Linked DNA regions of Zea mays: region 2 is linked to region 1. Evidence: chromatin contacts called from public Hi-C data. All regions are on one chromosome and are shown on one strand. The core of a region is the stretch at or near the end of the contact, and the rest is flanking DNA. Distances in the headings are between cores, read along the strand shown. Region 1 holds the start of LOC100192981. Region 2 holds the start of LOC100281367.

What was found. A called contact is a pair of places that touch in the nucleus more often than the background predicts.
Region 2: a Hi-C map of tassel shows a contact between it and region 1, with 2.2 times the contacts expected there. The contact joins the promoter of LOC100281367 here to the promoter of LOC100192981 in region 1. A contact is called at or near these places in 2 of 25 Hi-C or Micro-C datasets (ear and tassel).

What each region holds. Positions count from the first base shown.
Region 1 is chr2:8,990,092-8,995,831 of Zm-B73-REFERENCE-NAM-5.0, forward strand. It overlaps LOC100192981, which reads right to left and starts at 3,111. Exons shown (of 10, transcript NM_001138154.1): 1 at 2,815-3,111; 2 at 2,046-2,167; 3 at 1,834-1,970; 4 at 1,555-1,619; 5 at 1,250-1,467; 6 at 807-1,049. The coding sequence starts at 2,995.
Region 2 is chr2:9,223,354-9,228,967 of Zm-B73-REFERENCE-NAM-5.0, forward strand. LOC100281367 reads left to right here and starts at 2,664. Exons shown (of 6, transcript NM_001154285.3): 1 at 2,664-2,837; 2 at 3,205-3,318; 3 at 3,400-3,627; 4 at 3,755-4,040; 5 at 4,156-4,306; 6 at 4,403-4,747. The coding sequence starts at 2,749. The coding sequence ends at 4,599. It overlaps LOC103645921, which reads left to right and starts at 5,145. Exons shown (of 14, transcript XM_020548120.2): 1 at 5,145-5,321; 2 at 5,426-5,614. The coding sequence starts at 5,529. It also overlaps the pseudogene LOC103648389.

The DNA.
Region 1 (5,740 bases), core at 1,861-4,360:
GAGAGGCGGAGCGGCTTCGCGGTGAAGATCGCACGAGGGAGGAGAGGCTTCGGGAGAGGGAGCCGGAGAGCGTACGACATGGGGGAGGATAGGCTTCGGGAGAGGGAGGTGGAGAGCACAGGGTGGCGGCGCGGGACGTGGAAGGAGGCAGCAGAGTACTAGCCTATTAGGTCATCACGGGAGAGGGGTTTTGTGTTGGGCCTCCTGGCATATGGGCTTAGTGGGCTGCAGACCCATGAAGAGAGGAGGAGGGGTTAAGGGCTGCTGCAGGGTGGCCCAATATCATGTCTTTTTTTCTCTTTTTAACAAAAACGCTTAAGCACGATTAATCGCGCTTAAGCTTTTTCACCACCCTAGCGCGCGCTCAGCGCTTAGCGCTTTCTTGAACCTTACCTACATGTGACCTAGGTTTTTCAGTTTGGAGTAAAAAGATATGATTTTTTCTTGCATCAGAATGAAACTACAGTTGATAATCTGTAAATTGACGCAAACAATCAGTTTAAAAGTCTAATATTTTCATCCAAGTCAATATAAAAAAAATAAAGTAGGCAGCAAAAAGGTAAGAATGGCTTGCATAGCTCAATTGCTAAGACCATAGGAGTAAGTACAGGAGCTCAAATATAGAAAAAATAATAATGGAGTAACCCATGCACAGCAAGTTATCAACTTGAAATATGGGAAGCATGTTACAGGTTGCTATCCAATATTTCCCTTTTTATTATCAAGGGTATAATATAGTATTATCCAATGAAGGGTGAAACAATTAAAACAATCAAAAGTACATAAGAATAGATCAAGGTACTTACTGACTGAACATATTGAGGTGAAATGGCATAGTTTGCAGGAGACAGGTTACTACAATGAACCTTGTTGGTTAGAGGTGAAACGCCAGGCACAGACTTTGACTCATATACAGGTACGCCCATTGGTACTTCAGGGGCAGAGTGTGAAATGTAGTATGTGTCAACAGGGGCCATAGCTGCAAGTACTTGCCTAGAACTTGCAAAAGATGGAGAGAAAACCCTTGCACAAGGATTGAGTTTAAATTCCTGAAATAATGTACAATTGCTCAATTAACATAGAAAAAAAAATAGCATCCTTAAAACAACCGACATTAATAATCAAGAATTCTGTATAGGCCGTACAGGCATGGTCGAAACTCAAAACAGAAGATAAAATCAGCAAGCACTAATAGGTGAGAATTCAGATCACTACATAACTGTCACAGTCCAATATCAAATGAGCTCACCTTAGCAGTGGATTTGCTTGACATAATCATCTTGGTAGCTGAATTACTGACCGGCTGAGAGGGTTTAACATCTGAAGCTACCAAGGGCGCAGCTATAGCTGAACTTGTAGCAGCATCAACTTTAGGCACCATAGTTGCTGATCCAGAAACCCCATTCATGGAGAAACATGGCCCCATAAGTCCGGTAGAAGAACTTAAACTTGTAGCGCTACCACTATCTGAGTAAATGAGCACATTTAATACAACGGGGCAGAAGGGAAAAGTACTGTGTTGTTGGTAATAAAAGAAACAAAAGGGGTTCATACTTTGACCATTTTTCTTAACAGAAGTATTTTTCCCCTGGCCCACAGAGGTGCATTTCTCAGTTTGCCTGTGACAAAAACAGTATCGATTGTTCAACAATGGATAGAAGGAAGAAATTATAGAGTTAAAGAGATTGATTGATATCTCCTGCTTGGATCCACATGTGAAAAAAATCAAATTCCCATTTACATTGGGGCCAAGTAGGATGCATACATGCAATCCAAAAGCGATATGTATGGAACAATACTAAACAGTATGCATGAATAGAATCGAGAACATACATAAGTGGAGATATATTTTCAGGTTTAGACATTTTGGGGTCATTTGCATGTGAATTTTGACGCTTCAAGGACCCATTGGAAGCCACCACGTTGGAGTCAAGAGGTTTACAAACACCTTTAACGGGGAGTGAAAGGCCCTACAGAAAGAGAACGGCTATCATGAACACCACTAAAAGACAATGCCTCGTAGCATGGAACTTAATTTAGCCTACCTTAGCAATCACTTGAACAAGGTCATCTGGATGAACAACAAGAGTGTCCACAAACGATCCCAGCGACAGATTCGCATCTCCCTTTCCGTTTGCAATCTTCTTTGCTTTCTTTAGCACGACACCTGCTCAACATGAAGTCATCAATGCAATGTTTTTTTCCAACAGAAAGACGACATTTCATCTTCAAATAGCTGGAGCTTCAACTCGAAATGTATAGGACAACCCAGGAATAAATGTCAGGCAGGAAACTATCACATGCTGTATTTACATACATTGTAGAAATTTCTATGAGCCCTCCTTATGATCTCGGAATTCCGCAATGCGTCATCCCCATAATACATACCTTACCTTGAGCCCAATCAGTGGTTTCCACGACACCGCAAAATCAACCACCTCGACCAAGACGAAACGGGCGAGATCTTGGCCGCGAATAGCTGTAACACAAAAATGGAGCAAACCCCGCGATCTCTACCACCCGCCTCCAAATCCATCCCAACGCACCGACAAAACAAACATCCTGATTCCCGCGGGCTCCAAGCGACCACAGCCACCCGTCCAGCGAGCAGATCAAACGGATGCGCAGGAAAACGTGGGGCGGGGTGGGCTGTGGACACCAGTAAGCCCGGCAGCACCCACCGCCCGACTCCACCCGCTGTTGGATCACGTCCCGAACGGCATTCCCGCGATCTCCAATCCCCGCAGGGCAACCCCAGCGAGGGCGAGCTTCTAAGAGAGGCGGCGGGAGGAGAGGGAAGAACGGACAGCTCACCGTAACCGGCATCGACGCAGGCGGTGTGGAGGACGCCGGAGTAGGTGGATCCGTCGCGGACCCGCACCTCCACGGGCAGACCCACCATGCAGATCGTGGCCATCAGCAGCGCCTCGGCGATGGACGGCGCCGCCGCCCTAGGCGGCGGCGGCGGCGGTTTCGCCTTCCTGGGGCGGGCCATGAGAGAGAGAGAGAGAGAGAGGGGGGTGGAGGGGAGGAGCCCACCCGAAAAAGGCAAAGGCAAGCGGGGAAAGGACCAAGGGGCGCAGGCAAGCAGCCGTGTCCCGTACTCCCGTGTGACTCGGACTCGCTTCGGGCCGGAGGTGCTCGCGCCTTTTGTGGTCTGCTCCTTTCCGGGCTGATGATGCGTCTGCTCTTCGCTCCGCGCGAAAGCCTGGCGGCGTGATTTTCTTTTTAGAGCCAGTTCAGGAAACTATTTTAGTAACGGATTTCTATTTTCTCAATAAAAATTAGTTTATTTTTCTTTGGAAAAATAAGAATTTTTTGATAAAATATAGTTTCTAAGCTAGCTCTTATTATCATTATTATTACAGACGATATATCGGTACGGTATGTACGCGAAGGCCAAGTAGTGATATTCGAAAAAGAAAAAAAAATACTGTGTATAGCAAGTTTTATGGCCTGTTTGGATGTTGTGGCAAACAATTTACCAGCTAATTTTAACACCTTAACCTCCAAACAGTTAGGCTAATAAATTGGCTATTATTATTTAGGGCTTGTTCGGTTATTTTCAATCCATATGGATTGGAGGGGATTGATACGGATTGAAGGGGATTTTGATTTACTAGGGATTGAATCCCCCTCAATCCCCCTCAATCCATATGGATTGGGGTAGAACCGAACATGTCCTTAGTGGGCTCACAAACTGATTACTCATTAACCATTTAATCTTGCTAATAGATCGTATAAAGAGAAAAGACTTCTATTAGTTAAGTCTCTAAATATATCCTGGCTAATTTTTGCTAGTTAATTATTTGCTGACAGATTATTAGCCACTAACAAACAATAAGCCAGAAAGATCCGAACAAGGCCTTAAATCATCAACCTATTGAATAAAAATAGTACTCTTTCTCCATCCCAAAATTTAAATCATCAACCTATTTGTCGGGGACCATAATTAGGGGTACCCTCAAGACGCCTAATTTTCAGCTGGTAACCCCCATCAGCATAAAGCTGCAAAGGCCTGATGGGTACGATTAAGTCAGAGATCAGTCCACACGAGTGACTCGATCACGCTTCACCCGAGCCTAGCCTCGGCCAAGGACAGCCGACCTCGAGAGACTTCCGTCTCGCCCGAGGCCCCCCTTTTTACGGCGGACACATCACCGGCTCGCCCGAGGCCTTGGCTTCGCTCAGAAGCAACCCTGACTAAATCGCCACACCGACTGATCAAGTTGCAGGAGCATTTAACGCAAAGGTGGCCTGACACCTTTATCCTGACACGCCCCCCCCCCCCCCCCCCCCCGGCAGAGCCGAAGTGACCGCCGTCACTCCACCGCTCCACTAACCAGTCTGACAGAAGGACAGCGCCGCCTGCGCCACTCCGACTGCGGTGCCACTCGACAGAGTGAGTCTGACAGGCAGTCAGGCCTTGCCAAAGGCGCCACGGCGAACTCCGCTCCGCCCGACCCCAGGGCTCGGACTCGGGCTAAAGACCCGGAAGACGGCGAACTCCGCTCCGCCCGACCCCAGGGCTCGGACTCGGGCTAAAGACCCGGAAGACGGCGAACTCCGCTCCGCCCGACCCCAGGGCTCGGACTCGGGCTAAGACCCGGAAGACGGCGAACTCCGCTCCGCCCGACCCCAGGGCTCGGACTCGGGCTAAGACCCGGAAGACGGCGAACTCCGCTCCGCCCGACCCCAGGGCTCGGACTCGGGCTAAGACCCGGAAGACGACGAAACTCCGCCTCGCCCGACCCCAGGGCTCGGACTCCGCCCTGGCCTCGGCCGAACGACCTCCGCCTCGCCCGACCCCATGGCTCGGACTCGGCCTCGGCAACAGAAGACAGACTCAACCTCGACTTCAGAGGAGCCCCCACGTCACCCTGCCTAGGGCACAGACCCGCCACGTCAACAGGGAGCGCCATCATCATCCTACCCCGAATCGACTCGGGTCACGGAGAACAAGACCGGCGTCCCATCCGACCAGCTCAGCCGGATGGGCAATGATGGCGCTCCACAAGCTCTGTGACGACGGCGGTCCCCAGCTCTCTTACGGAAGCAGGGCGACGTCAGCAAGGACTCGACCGCTCCAACAGTTGTCCCTCCGCCAGGCTCCGTCGCACCTCCGACAGCCACGACATCACGCCAGCAAGGTGCCAAGACCTCTCCGGCTGCCACATTGGCATGTACCTAGGGCGCTAGCTCTCTCTCCGCTAGACACGTAGCACTCTGCTACACCCCCCATTGTACACCTGGATCCTCTCCTTATGACTATAAAAGGGAGGACCAGGGCCTTCTTAGAGGAGGTTGGCCGCGCGGGACCGAGGACGGGACAGGTGCTCTCTTGGGGCCGCTCGCTTCCCTCACCCGCGTGGACGCTTGTGATAGTCGCCTAGAGGGGGGGTGAATAGGGCGAAACTGAAATTTACAAATATAAACACAACTACAAGCTGGGTTAGCGTTAGAAATATAAACGAGTCCGAGAGAGAGGGCGCAAAACAAATCCCAAGCGAATAAGCAAGTGAGACACGGAGATTTGTTTTACCGAGGTTCGGTTCTTGCAAACCTACTCCCCGTTGAGGAGGCCACAAAGGCCGGGTCTCTTTCAACCCTTCCCTCTCTCAAACGGTCCCACGGACCGAGTGAGCTTCTCTTCTCAAATCAAAGCCGGGAACAAAACTTCCCCGCAAGGGCCACCACACAATTGGTGCCTCTTGCCTTGATTACAATGGAGTTGTGATCT
Region 2 (5,614 bases), core at 1,414-3,913, 230 kb after region 1:
TACTCGTCCATCTGCAAACCATCATCCAAATCCAACATGCTTCACAAATCTGCTCCAGAATTCATATAACTAATAGTGTGAACGAACGAGTGGTCACCAGGAAGAACTCCAACATGCTTCACAAACCATCGTCCAACTCCAACCTGGCATGTGGCCGACGACGTCGTTGAGCAAATCCTGGACCACGGCTGCGTACCGCGAGCGCACCACCACCGCGGTGAAGTGCAGCGCCATCCGCGACCGCGACCGCGCCCGCGGCAGCTCGGTCAGGGCGGACCGGCTCGCTCCCGAGGAGCACTACTCCGTCGCGTTCAGCGTGCTGTCCGAGGAAGCGATGGAGTTGGAGCACAGCGTCGGCTCGCTCGCCACCACCGCCGCGGACGCGTTGGCGCCACTGCAGGCGGCGAGCGGGTAGTGGAGGCCTCCTGCGTCGGAGAGCCTGGCCCCGGCGAGGTGGTATGTCTCATGGGCCGGCACGGGTACTGGTCCGCCGGCGCTGGTCCAGATACCGTACGGCTTCTTGGACGACGACCAGACCGACATGGCCCCGGATTGGCTGGGGCACCGCAAGCTCGCCGCGACGCGGCTGTCGCAGCCGGCGACGCCGTACAGCTCGTCGTCCATCTCGTCCGGCGGCGTCCTCCCGCCGGCACGATCATCTCGCGGCGGCGCGGGGGCGTTAGCGAGGAGCTGGGCAGCTGGCTGGCGAAGGAGGCCAGCACGATGTTGTTCGCCGCGTAGTGCGCGCCCAGATCCGCCGACGACCGCCGTGTTGCCGAGGCCGAACCCGAAGCCGCCCTGGTCAAGAAGCACGCAGGGGTGGAAGTGCGGCACCTCAGCGCTCATAATGCCGCCACCTCTGTAGCCCAGGCCGAGGCGGAGGATGGATGGGACTCGAATCCGGGGGCGGAGGTGGAGGACCCTTCCATGGAGACCGAGCGGGGTTTAGGGATGAGCGAGCATCACATACGCCTTCCATGGAGAGCATGGATGCGGACGCGGATCCGGGGCGGAAGATGGCAGGGACGCGGATTCAGGGCGGACGCGCTTGCCGAGGGCGCGGGGGACCACAGCGTGCGTTACGGGGACAGGGCGGGCATCGCGAGGACGGGTGCGGGAGCGGAGCCACATCTGGTGGTGGACGCCTACTTTGCTCTCTTATAGAGTAGTAAAGATTCGTGGACCAAACAACACCCTAGCTTGTACAAATATTCTTAGGCAGTTGCTACTGATGAGAGAAAAATAACATCACTCCACTGCATTTGCGTGATTTATTGAACAGATCACAATTACATCTATTCAAATTTATTTACCTGTACGTGTCCGATTTTTAGGGGAGGATTTTTTTACGGTATTTTTTTTTTAAAAAAATAAATTTAGGCAACAATTTTATAGAATCGAGTGCTTTATCTATTATCTTTTACAAGGCACACGCGTACAATAAGGTTTGGTCGTTCGTGACTTGGATAGTGGTTTTGGTTGCAATTCCGTAATTCTTGGCATAGGATACAGCCCAACCCAGAAAAAAATAATGTTGCGGTCAGTTCTGGCTTTGAGATTCGGAGTACCACGTGGCGTAAAGGCAGGCCGTGTCTTACAGATGAATAAAGGACCTGGGTCTCACGTGATTGGTTTCCAGTTTCGTGCATCAAGATGTGGAATTTTCAAACTGCCGTCGTGTTTGTTTCGTCACATAAAAGCTTTTTGGAAGGCTAAGGAGAGGAAGCCGGCGAGAAGGAGGGGGCGTTTTACGTGTCACTGTCCTGTCGTGTTGGCTGTTGACACGAATCATTTCTTCCGCGCGTGGGAAGAAGAAGATGCACATTAGCGGCCTGAAGTAGAGATGTCAATGGGGAATTCCCCAGCGGGGATTAACTCCCCAGACCCGTACCCATGAACATAGACCGGCCCCCATCCCCGAACCCGAACCCGACCTCGGGTACGAAAATCCTCCCATACCCATTCCCGACCGGGTACTAAATACCCATGGGTATCCATACCCGACCCGATTATTCAAAAATTAATGGGCTTTTTATTTGTTAACCGGCGGACGCAATGCTTGGGACTCTAGGTTTTTTTACTTTGTTGACCGGCTGGCGGCTGGGCTTTTTCCTACAGGCCCAAAGTTGGTCGGCAGCCACTAGGCCACACGTCACAGGCAGCCCACAAGTAAATGTCGTTGGATTGCTGGATGGTGGAATAAAAATCCTAGATGCTAGATTGTTCTGGTTCCGGGTATTTTTCTCCATGGCTAATCGGGTTTGGGTTTAGCCCTCCCAAACCCGAACCCGCCATACCCGATGGGTAAGGGATTTATTCCAAATCTATACCCATGGGGATTTGTTTTAACCCATACCTTAACCCTAATAGAGGAATTCCCCACGGGTAATCGGGTTTCGGGGCCCATTGACATCTCTAGACTGAAGGCGTCCAACTCAAATCATTAAAAAGTGTTGACGCACGCGCTGATGCGCCGGCCGCACAGCACAGGCTGCACAGCCCGTTTAATCAGCGATGGAGCCCCGGCCGTCAGCCAGCCAGGTCCGGCGTCCGGGTCTGCGCCCTGCGGCGTCACTGCTGTCGCCACCGTCTCCGATGGTCCCACATCCATCCAGCGGGCCGCGCGTGGTACAAAAGGCTCTTCCTCGCCGTCAGGTGCAGCTGCCCAAACACCAGACACAGACTCCACCACCCCGCTTCGATCTTCTGTTGCAGCTGAAATCTGTCAGATTCTGCAGTTCATTCCAAATGGCTGCTGCAGCAGAGCACGGCAACTGCGATGCTTGGGCGGCCAGAGACCCTTCTGGGGTTCTCTCACCATACAAGTTTAACCGCAGGTGAGGTGGCTCCCCCTCCTCATTTGGTGCACAACTCATCATCATCATGTTTTTTTATCGCCTTTTCAGAACACTGCTGTCTGTCTTCTCGCTATGCTAGAATTCTTTGGAATAGCTGCCAGTGTTGTTTTCCTTGCCTTTTACATGTACATCATGTTTTTTTTCCTGCCTGTGGAGTGGGTTGATTTAAATCACTAGCAAGTCAAAAATTATTTCTAATTTCTTTCGATCTCATTAAATTCACACAGAACGGGAATAACCGAACACAGCCTAAAATCGTGAAACTGATGCATAGCAGACGGTAGACCATCCGTAACCGTACATATTCATAACGTCTACTATGCCTTCTGGTATTTTTTTTTTCCAGGGCAGTGCAAAGCAGCGACGTTTCGCTGAAGATCATATACTGCGGGGTGTGTTACGGTGACGTTATGTGGATACAGAACAAGCACAACGACTCAGTTTATCCTCTGGTTCCTGGGTAAGAACATGTACACTGAACCCCTAGCTTAGTAGAGCTAGGTAGGGAGCTCGCACTTTATATATCTGTTGGTTCGCGCAGGCATGAGATAGCTGGGGTTGTGACTGAGGTTGGCGCAGACGTCAAGGCCTTCAAGGTGGGTGACCACGCAGGCGTTGGAACCTACGTGAACTCGTGCCGGCACTGCGAGAACTGCAACAGCTCTCTGGAGAACTACTGCCCAGAAACAGTTTTCACTTACAACACAACTGATGCTGATGGGACCATCACAAAGGGGGGCTACTCCACTCACATTGTCGTCCATGAAAGGTAAGCCATGCAGTGTACTGTGTACCCAGTTCGGGTTGTTGATCCCTAGCTACTTCATGTAACCAAGTTCAGTACAGCAATTTCCTGACAAGGCAGAGCTTCCTGTCGACCAATCGACGTTTTTTAGGTACTGCTTCAAGATACCCGATGGCTACCCTCTGGCGCAGGCAGCGCCTCTTCTGTGTGCTGGAATCACCGTCTATACCCCAATGGCGCGGCACAACATGAAGCAGCCTGGGAAGTCGCTGGGAGTCATTGGGCTCGGTGGCCTAGGCCACATGGCGGTCAAATTTGGCAAGGCCTTCGGCCTCAAGGTCACGGTTTTCAGCACGAGCGAATCGAAGAGGGAAGAAGCCATTAACCTCCTTGGAGCAGATAACTTTGTTATATCGTCAGACACGCAGCAGATGGAGGTACTGCACATTGCACAGTTTTCTTATGCTGAAAAATGAAGATGTGTTGCTAAGTGATGTCTGTTCTGCATGCTTGACCTGAAAACTTGCTGGTATGATCTCTTGCTTTTTGCAGGCCCTGAAAAACTCCCTGCACTTCATAGTTGACACTGCTTCTGGTGACCATCCATTCGATCCGTATCTCTCGCTCCTTAAGGTTGGCGGTGTGATGACAATAGTGTGCTTTCCAAGTGAGATCAAGATGCACCCTGCGAGCCTCAATCGTGGTAATTCTCTGTTCTGACACTTGTGCAGTAAAAGCATATGAACGTGGTAACAGAAGCAAAACCATCTAGATATAACCTAAACTCTTTTTTTATCAGGTGGGCGGACCTTGTCTGGTAGTATTGTCGGAGGTACAAAAGACATCCAGGAGATGGTTAACTTTTGCGCGGAGAACAAAATCTATCCAGAGATCGAGATCATCAAGATGGATTATATCAACGAGGCTCTCGCCAGGCTTGTTAACCGAGACGTGAAATACCGCTTTGTCATCGACATCAAGAACTCTTTCGAGTAGCATGCTCATTCACATGATCCCTGTCTTCTTTGTCAATGTATGAGAGATAATGAGTCGTTTCGAATAAAGCTTAGACATGATAAATAACAAGTATGCTTGTGACTGTAAAATCGTTCTATAAATAAGGCGCTGTGTTGAACGATAGCTGACAAGTTTGTCTGCAATGCCTAAATGAGCAGACGTGCTCTTTTACATGCTGCAACAGTTTGAGTCCAAATACAAATTCAGCTGGCAACACAATAATGAACGGTGCAGGAGGGCTCAAACCGCTGGTTAATTAAACAAGCTAAACCTTTAAATGCATCAACCAACACTTACTGAATTCGGGCCTGTCGACCTCACGAACATGATCATCAGCAAGAAAAGAAACGGAGGCGAAAAATGATCGGACCTGGTTCTGGGCTCACATTTTTGGTACCGAACTACTAAGCCTAGATTGACCTCGTGTCGGTCGATATATGGGCCTTTCATTACAATTCCGGCCTGTCCTTGCAAGTCGGGCCATATTCGGCTCAAAAAACTTATGGCCCGGCCTGCCACTAAAGCCCCACAAAGGAAAGCGTCACCTGCGGCGCCGTCCGTCGTCTTCTTCAGCGCGCGCCCGCGCCGCCGAAACCGCCGGCGGCCTCCTACCAGGTTTCAACTGAAGCACGCAGTCCACACCGAAGCAACGCTTCGCTCCTCTTCGCCGTAGTCTTTCTCGGCCCTCCGCTCCCATACTGGTATGAGCTAGCGTGGAGTGGATTTCCATACGCATACGCACTTGAGTCTCATCTCTCTTGTTGGTCATGACATGAACCCTAGGCCGCTGTTTTTTCTTTGCCAGGTTGTTCTACTTATTCAACGCGCGCGACATACATTGGAGTTGCGATCCAAACTGCTGGTGCAGTTTTACTTGTCACAACCCTTGGTGGTTCAGCATAAACTCCATGAGCGACGACGGCATGGCCTCCGCTGCGGTGGAGCCGCCCAAGCGGGAGCAAAATTTTCTAGTGAAGGTGGGGATGGAGGCATG